2 separate regions of the Arachis hypogaea genome follow, and region 2 is linked to region 1. Evidence: chromatin contacts called from public Hi-C data. All regions are on one chromosome and are shown on one strand. Each heading gives the region's core, a stretch centred on a gene start, on an enhancer-like site or on the middle of the called end of the contact. The rest is flanking DNA. Distances are from core to core; before and after follow the strand shown.

Region 1 (5,004 bases), core at 1,830-4,329:
TTTGGTACATTTGGTGCCTATCGGCATGTGTACGCATTCGATCGACAAGTGTTTCTTCAATACTATGTTCGGACAAAAGTTAATCTAATTCATTTAAATCGGATTTTATTATTAGAATGGATAAAGTATATATTTTTCTAAAAATTCGTCAAAATTTTTAAATTTTATTTTGTTCAAAAAATTTTAATTTGCATCAATTGTATTTTTAATAACTAAATTTTAAAAAAATGTAAGACCAATCTAATAATAATGTTTGATAATGATAACTAATTTATTTATATTAAAAGTTGTCATTGTAAGATTATTATTGAATTAATTTTAAATTTTTTAAAAAATTAATTATTAGAGAGATACATTTAATGTAAATTAAAAAAATTTTAGAATAAAATTAAAATAAAATAAAATTCAAAAATATTTTTAAATTTTTTGCTAAATTAAAAAAATATATATTTTACCTATTAGAGTTATAGCTCTTCCCTACTTAATTTCTCTTTGATTTGTATTTTCAATTTTAAGTATATATGTTTCTAAACGACCAAACATTATTGATTCAACCCTGTATATATATATATATATATATATCAGTTCTGCTTCTACATAAGCAGCTATTGATATTCTGACGGATAATATTTGTATATTTTTGTATACCTTTAAACTAAGGGTTTTAGTATTTAAAATTTGAAGTCTAAATTCTAACGGAAAATTTTCTAACAAAATTATTCTTACTTTTGTATATGTCAATTAGACTATTTTTTTTTTCTGAGAAATGAGGCTCATTTTTTTTGCCAATGGAAAAAAATACGGTGTAACACCATAAAATGGAAGCTTGGCAAAATTATTTATTGCTATGGGTGCCAGTAAAAAAATTCAACTTACGTTTTTTATTTTTCAGTATTTTTTTTGTTTGAAATTAAACAAAACACAACTTACGTTTTTCAGCCTGCAACATTTGAAGTTTTTTTGGTTTTTGAGAAAAGCAAGAATGCAGGTTGCGTTTGTCAGAAAGAATTTATTAATTTTTTTTAAAGTAAAACGCAGCTTGCGTTTGTCAGATTGACTTATTTAAAATTTTTTGGACGAAGAGAAAATGTAGGTTGCATTTTAGTTGGGCCGAAATTTTTTTTTTAAATCTACAAAATATAGCTTACGTTTTGTTTGTGAAATAATATTTTAATAAAAAGTCTTGCATATAAATTGCTAACGCAGCTAATTTCAACTTGCACCTCACTTCTGCTTCCTCACTTGTACTCTCATTTTCCTTTCTTTCATGTATTTTATGCTTGTGAGATTTTTTGGTTATTAGAAGGGTAAAAAAAAGTGAGAATATGGAGAATATTGTAAATATACGAGTGTATTATAACGGTGAGATTATATCGAACACAAACGAAAGAGTGACTTTTGTTTGTGAATATCCGTTTTCATTTGCTATTCCATACGGCACGAGTTTTGTAGAGTTGCAAAATGGTCTTTGTGTGAACATACAAAGTCACATTTCGAAAAAGGTGAGCAACATTTTGTACAGGAATCCTGTACAAGTATTTGGTGGGATGATACAATTTTAAATAATGTCCATCCCTGATGAAGCAAGCATGCAGCAGATGTTCTATATTTATCGATAAACCCGATTTCACATGCTAGTGATAGAGCTGTACATTGAGTTCGAACAACATACGGGGCTGGACGCGTTTGACGAGGAGGTCAACGTTGACGAGCTCGGGGATATAGATTGAGAAGAAGCTAACAACGACAGTGAAGAGGAGTTCGAAGCCAACTATGAAGTCGATGACGAAAATGATGACGGCCGCGGAGATCTGGCAGGCAATCCGGCGATGCATAATGAGGCGGATGAAATCGTAAGTCAGCACCCGTTTGGTGTTCCGTCATTTATGCGTACTCTAGATCTCGAAGTCATGCATGCCCCGAAATTTCCTGAGTATGTGAACATGGGTATGTTATGATTATTAATTCAAGTTACCTACGGTGTTTATTTTATTTGCCTTGTCTGACTGATGGTGGTGCGCATGTTGTAGGTGAAGGCAACACTGCGGCAGAAGATGGTAAGTTTAGTGTTGGAATAGAATTTGGTTCGAGAGAGTCGGTGATATCTGCAATCAAAAGCTACACTATCTATAGAGGAGCTGATTACGCTGTGTATGAGTTTGAACCGTAGACATTCTATGCAAAATGCAAGGGTTATGGTGCAGGTTGTGATTGGCTTATTCGAGCTAGCTTGATTCGAAAGAAAGCTTGTTGGGAGATCAGAAGATATAATGGCAAACACACGTGCACCGTAGGCATGATTTCACAAGATCATGCCAATTTGGACTCAGACACAATTGCAGAAGCTATTAGGCCATTGGTCGAAGCAGATCCGTCGATAAAGGTGAAGTCTATTATTGCAGAAGTTCAATCCAAGTTCAATTACACTTTAAGTTACCGCAAGACTTGGTTGGCAAAGCAGAAATCTGTCGCAAAAATTTTCGGTGATTGAGAAGTTTCTTACCAGACTCTGCCAGTATGGTTGAAAGCAATAACTATGAAGATGCCAAGGTCTCGTGTTCAAATTAAAATGCTCCCCGTTTACCGTGAGAGTTAAGAGGTTTAAGGTGTAAGAGTTCTGCACCGCATTTTTTGGAGCTTCTATCCGTGTATTGTAGCATTCAGACAATGCAAGCCACTGGTGCAGGTTGATGGCATGCACCTGTACGAAAAATATAAAGGTATACTTCTAGTAGCGATTGCAAAAGATGGGAACCAAAACATTATGCCTATTGAATTTGCGATAGTCGAGGGCGAGACGGTAGACACATGAGAGTTTTTTCTAATCAATTTGTGGAAATATGTTGTTACCATTGATAGTGTGGGTATTATTTCTGACCGCCATACCTCCATCAACGCTGCAATAGCTTGCAGTAACAGTGCAAGGTCACCACCAAAAATATGGTACATGTACTTGTACATCGGGTCCAACTTCTTAAAGAGGTTCAAAACTCCATATTTGTATAAACTTGTGGTGAATAATAATAATAATAATAATAATATCTCATGACTAACAGTATGATAAAAAAAATTATTATTGATATCATAATAATAATAATAATAATAATAATAATAATAATAATAATAAAATTTATTAGTTAAAACATATAAATAAAGGACATAAAAATAAATATTTTTATTTATCATAAAATTAAAAAAAATTACTTACCCATTGAAAATGATTCAAATATTTAATAATGTGTTTTTCAGGTAAAGTAAAATTACGAATCATTTTTCCTTTTTCACTAAATGAAGTTCCAAACCTTCACTTATTCTTCCTCCTCACAAACTTACTCCCTTTCATCCTTAACCCCAACCCCTTTCACTCTCAAAACTCTCATGGCCTGCGTTTTAGTTTTAAAGACCGGCTCCGCTACTCTCTTTTACACGTGTCACACATGCAGACAAAAAAGTTGCCAAAGGCAGGTTGCGTTTTGCCTGTGCACTTTGCCAAACACATATTGCGTTTTAAAACTTCGAAGTATTGGCATGCAGGAGATAGAAATACATTTCGAATTTTCGTTCTCATTCCATACCAAACACAAGCTGCGTTTTACAGTGTATACAGTTTTTTTTATTTCAGCTCAGTCCAATGTATCCTGCTTTTTGTAAATTGTTAACTTTAGCCGTTCCACATTTATGAATTACACAATATGATACAATATACTTGTACTTCACCTTTTTAACTTTCATAAATAAATTAATTTCTGGAATGAAGCACATCTTCTAAAGGAAGAAATTTAATGAGAAATTCAGATTCAAAATGGAGTCAAATTGTTGACTGTGCAGGACAACTTGCTTCATAATATGAATATAAAAACAGCAAGTTGTGTATTCCCCCTGTATTATTCTTGCTCTCCACGCCTTTACTGATATAAATTAAAAAGGCTTGAAACTCCATACTCTCAAAGCATCCATAACTCCAACAAAGAAAAAGAAGAGAAAACAGCCATGTCCGATCACAGCGAAGAGCACATGAAAATCATTCGAAAACCAGACGGAACCCTCACTCTGTTGCGCAAACCAGAGTCACGCTCACTACCCCAATCTGACCCCACCCTCTCCATTACCGTTCTCTCCAAAGACCTCACCATCAACCCTCACAACGACACCTGGCTCCGCTTGTTCCTACCCAAACAAGGAACAAACGATAACAAGAAGCTACCACTTATTGTTTTCTTTCATGCTAGTGGCTTTGTCACATCAAGTGCAGCTTCCACCATGTTCCATGATTTCTGTGTAAACATTGCGGATGGCGCCGCCGCCGTTGTCGCCTCCGTCGAGTACCGCCTTGCGCCGGAGCACCGATTACCGGCTGCATATGACGATGCTGTCGAAACTTTTCATTGGATTAAATCCAGCCAGGACGAATGGTTGACCAAACACGTTGATTACTCGAGGTGTTATTTGATGGGAAACAGTGCTGGGGCAACGATAGCGTACTACGCGGGTCTACGTGTAGCTTCAGGAGAGGTAGGTGATCTTGAGCCGTTGAAAATCCGAGGGATGATATTACGTCAGCCGTACATTGGTGGGACCCAGAGGACCGAGTCAGAATTGAGGCTCGAGAATGATGCGGTTCTTCCTCTGTCGGTTAATGATTTGATGTGGGAGCTGGCGCTGCCCGTTGGGGCTGACCGTGATAATGAGTATTGCAATCTGACGGCTGTGGATGGTTGGAGGGTTGAGAAGGTGAGGGATCAGGGGTGGAGAGTGATGGTTAGTGGGTGCGGTGGGGACCCACTTGTTGACCGTGATAGGGAGCTTGTGAAGTTGTTGGAGGAAAAGGGTGTTTGTGTGGTGAGTGATTTTGAGGAAGAGGGGTGCCATGGCATAGAGTTGACGGACCCCAACAAAGCAAAAACACTCATTCGCTTGGTCAAACATTTCATGTCCTCATAAGAGAGTTTTTAAGGGCTAATAAATAATGCGTGTTGTATTTTCTTTTCCAAAAAAAAAAAATGA
Region 2 (5,004 bases), core at 1,610-4,109, 73 kb after region 1:
TTACTAGTAATACATTATAATTATTCAAAATTACCATTTTAGTTCAGAAATAAGGTTTTCAAAAAAACAGTTTAGTAATCAAACTTTAATCCTTTAACAATTCTCAAGTTCAATCCTAGCTAATCATAAATCAATTTAACAACTATTACAGTGCCATCAAACAAACAATTCTATAGGAACCAATTCAGCATAATCAATTATAAATCAAAATTTTCAGTCATTTCAAAACAATCAAGAAACCAACCACAATTACAGTCTCAAACCAAAATCAATCTCATCAATTAATTACGGCACCAAAAATTAGTCCAGCCATTAAACCATCATCACAGCTACAACAAACTAAATCACAATTCAAAGTCATGGATATTAATCAATCATATAACAACCATCAATTATTTGCAAATATCAAAGCATGGCTTATAGAAAATAACAACGTTTAAAGGAAATAACAATGCTTTTAGATCAGATAAAGATAAAGTTTTTATTACATGTCAAAATCCTATTAAAATAAAGCATCTTCATATAAAAATAATTATAGAATTTTTATTAGAATATTCACCATATATATGAAAAAATAGAGAGTTTAGTTATAGACATTAAATTTAAATAAATGACTAGAATTAAATTACAAAAATTAAAAAGAAAATATGTGTAATTAATGTGTTTAAAATTAGAAAAATTGTGTAATTAATATCCTTAAAATTAGAAAAAAAATTAATTTTAAATATTTTTAATTATATTATTTAAAATATAATTTAATATATGAATTATGAAATAAAATAATTTTAACTGTTAATAAAATAAGTTCATTGATCGATAAATAAATAATACATAAGTAAAAGAGAAACATATATACTTATATAGTTCTCTGTTTCTTGGTTTTTTTTTTTTTCACTGTGTTTTCTTCTTCTTCTTTTCTCTTTCAACATATTTCTTTTTTCAATTTTTTATTAAAAGAATTTTGTTTTGGTTTCATAAAATTTATGTATTAATTTAAGGTTGCATTTTTTTATTATTTGACAATACTTATTAATTTAGAACAAAAAACAAAAATTAAAATGTGATCAGATTACAATTATTAATAAAAAATATAATTTTAATTTTAACTATATTCTTAAAGTGTTGTCAAAATTTTATAACTACTATAATTCCATAATTAATAGCCATCTTATCATTTATTATATACATACTATATATAAAACTCTAGAACGAATCTACACTAAGTCAATCTTTGATAAATATATTTTTTTTAAAGTTTATCAAAAATTTTAAAATATTTTTAAATTTTATTTTATTTTATTTTAGTTTTATTTTTAAAATTTTTAATTTACATTAAATATACTTATGATAATCTTTTAAAAAATTTAAAACTAATCTAGCAACAATTTTACAAGAATAAATACAAAGAAATCACATAATTTTAGAAATATATATTTTAATTATATTATTTAAAATATAATAAAAAAAATATATATTTCTTATTTTTATTGATTACTTTATGCATAGTCAATGAAAATATTTTGTTTCTAATTATATTTACTTATAATATTTACTTATGTATTATTTATTTATGGACTAATTAACTTATTTTATTAACAGGTAAAATTATTTTATTTCATAACTCATATATTAAATTATATTTTAAATAATATAATTAAAAATATTTAAAATTAATTATTTTTTCTTTCTCTAGTTTTAAGGATATTAATTACACTCTCTCTCTATAATTTCAAACACATTAATTATATACATTCTCTTTTTAATTTTTGTAATCTAATTCTAGCCACTTATTTAAATTTAATGCTTATAATTAAACCCTCTTATTTTTCATATAAAAATATCTTTTTCACTAGATATTATATATATATGTATGAGAAGTATACACCAAACGTCGAAAAGAAATAGTGTAATTGTCATTCTTTCCCCCTTAGATTTTGTATCTTAGCCTTTTCTTTTTCCTTTTTTTTTACAGAATTATTGTAATCACAATTTTAGAATGTTCAATTTATATTCAATTATTGAAAAAATGATACGTCTCTTTTACTAATTTTTTTTATGTCATCTACCACTATCATTCATAAAAGAAATTGAAAAAAAAAATGTGATGCACAATTTTTTTACTTTTATATTATAATCATAAAAAAATTAGTATTCCTAATATTGAAATTCATGAGCATTTAATAAAATTTATATGTTATTATTGATGCATATTTAATCAATAAAATAATGAATTAATAAACTTGCTAATGTTTAATATGATAAAGATTATTGATGTGAGGCCAATGAGTAATAGCTCAAATGACATAGTCTTTTCATACTCAATTAAGAGGTTGGGGGTTCGAGTTTCATATTTTGGTAAAAAAAAAAAAAGTTATTGATGTAAGAAGATTTGAATTCAGTGTAGAAATTTTCAAGACAAAATCTGCAATGCACTCTCATATGCGCAGGCGCAGCATCCCATTATCAATGTCGTTTTCTTTTTCTTTTCTTTTTTTTTTTTTTTTTTCATTACACAACTCACATAGACTATTTTAATATCTATAATGGGTAGTTTTGGAAGTCTATTCTGACTTGAAAGGTATGATCATAAAAGGCCCAAAAATTAGAAACGAGTAACCACACTAACCCAAAAGGCCTAGGCTACATACAATGTATTCTTCAAAAAAAGGCTCTTTTTGAACTGGAAGAAACTCTCTGGGTTCTGGGTTTTCGGTCATTTAAGTATTAAGCTTCTAAAATATATAAGAGGCTGTTGGTTTTGTTTTGGGTCTGAGAAAGGTTACTCTTATATGTTTGAGAAACCTCGAGTTGGACTAGATTTTAAATGATACGGGCCTAAGATTTCAACCAATCAAACCCAAAAATATTGTCATGGACGGTTCGGGTCCTGGAGCATTTTTTGGTTCCGGTTGGGCTGTCCAGCTTGGACATTGTCCAAAAAAAAGTTATTGCCAAACCTCTCGTTAGGAGAGTCGTTTTTCTTAGGAGAGTTCCTTATCACTACTGCAACGTATGGTCTTATTCCAATAGAAGGTAGAGTAATAACCATTAAGAAGAAGCAACAATCGGAAAGCACAGATTATTATGAGAACATCAACTTGGTGGGGAGATAATTTTAGAAAAAGAGATAAAGCTTTAGAGTTATCAAGAATGCTATCATGGTGATATGGGATAATCCTGATGGAGTAGCTATTTTGGAGATGGGGAGAAACAAAGCACTTATCAGCTTTGAGGACAAGATGAGAGAATTACAGATACTAAAAAGGGGCTCATGGAATGTTAGAGATCAGCTGATCAACCTTAAGTTATAGACAAAGACGGAGTCAGTTCTGGAAGTTAATCATGACAGAATAAATGTGTGGGTACAAATGCATAGAGGTTCATTGGATCTTATAAGTGCAGAAATAGCGGACATAATAGGAAATATGATAAGAATAGTCTTGGAAGTAAAAGATCTCAATAAATACAAGGTGTTGGAGAGGACTTTTTTTAAGAGCCAAAGTTGCTATTGATATTACACAGTCTCTTCCAACTGGATTTTGGTTGGAAAACAATACTTATCACAAATATGGGTGGATTTCAAGTATGAGAGGATATAGGATAACTACTGCTTAAAGTGTGGTATTATTGGTCATAGTCAAAAAGAGTGTAGGAATCCAATAGTCAAGACTGTTTGGAACCCTAGAATGCCGAGGTTTAAGTCGGGTTTGGAGTGAAAAGGACAAAACCACTGGAATCTATAAGTGTCAGGAGGAATAGAGAAGAAGTTTTAAAAGATCAAGATAACGAGGATGAAGCATGTGACAACACACGTTTATAGGAGAGTGAGAAAAGACGAAACTCAGCAAAAAGTGAAATAGGAGTAATGGATATCACTGATTAAGAAAAAGGGGTTGAATCTTGGCTTCTTTTTATTTTTTCTTTTAAATTAAGATTATGTGAAGATACTTTGAGTAGAAAACAGGAGATACAGTTATTTTGATTTTGTCTCTTGATGCGATAGGAGGCAAAACAGAATTACAGGTATGAAATATTATAATGAAGTATAGCTGGAGAGTAGAATTAGGAGATACTTTAGTTTTGTCTCCTATAATGCAAAATTAGAAACAGAGAAGAAAAAGAGAAATGGCACACAGATGTATCCTGGTTCAGCTACTCAGTGCCATGTAGCTTACATCCAGTTTTCATAACAACAATGATAGAATTTTACTATTTTTCAACAAGATGACATTCACCAATTCTCCTTAGGATTCTACCCAATCATATCTGAGATAAGTCCAATTTCTAATCCAAACCAAACTTGATTAAGAACTCACCCTAACTTTCAACAGCAAAGTGCTAATCCAACTTGTAAGGGAAGTCCCTTAGGATCATGACAACAAAACAGAAAAAGTTACAAAGATTTTCTGAGATAAATATAGGCTTTTCTCTAATTCTAACTCTCTTGCCTTTTTTCACTCAATGGCTTTTTCATACAAATCTCACTGTTATGCCTTTTACCATTGAAAACAAAGAAAGACTAGACTAAGAAAATAAGATATTCAATGAAAAACATGAAGAAAAGAAAACATCTCAGTGAGTTATGGAAACCCAAACATTGTGCTCTTACTCCTTACTCAAATCTTTGGCCGTTCACCCCTTTAATAGATGAGTGAAGCTTCGAGGGCATGAAACCTTACTTTATCACTTGTTTGACATCTTCTCCTAAAAATTAGTAGTAGCAGCGGCATTTACAGAGGTGAGATGGAGTATAAGCAATGAGTAGACAGTGTATGCAACCATACATTCCATCTTCTCTTTCAACTTTTTTCATCTTGTCTTTTGAATCTGAACCGTGTATTCTTGATTTGGCTCCAAGTTTAATTTTTGAACGTTGATTCATAGCAGAGCTCTATAGCCTCCATTTTCTTCATCTTACCAGAAATGTATATAAGGAGGAAGGAAGTTTCAACAAGCTATTTTGGGTGTACCAAAAATGAAAAAATCTTTTTGATCCAACCTAAA

The links. Hi-C and Micro-C count contacts between places; a contact is called where the count stands out from the background.
Region 2: a Hi-C map of leaf shows a contact between it and region 1, with 4 times the contacts expected there. The contact joins the enhancer-like site here to the promoter of LOC112751695 in region 1. A contact is called at or near these places in 3 of 8 Hi-C or Micro-C datasets (all in leaf).

Annotation. Positions count from the first base shown.
Region 1 is chr15:156,797,466-156,802,469 of arahy.Tifrunner.gnm2.J5K5, forward strand. It overlaps LOC112751695 (carboxylesterase 1), which reads left to right and starts at 3,080. Exons shown (of 1, transcript XM_025800911.3): 1 at 3,080-5,004. The coding sequence starts at 3,991. The coding sequence ends at 4,941. All of the region lies in intron 1 of LOC114925299 (carboxylesterase 1-like), which reads left to right.
Region 2 is chr15:156,870,217-156,875,220 of arahy.Tifrunner.gnm2.J5K5, forward strand. No RefSeq gene overlaps it. Among protein-coding and RNA genes, the nearest start is that of LOC112751699, 21 kb to the right of the region's middle. Within about 2 kb of position 2,860, at least 3 of the 3 cell types and tissues checked have open chromatin away from gene starts, as enhancers often do.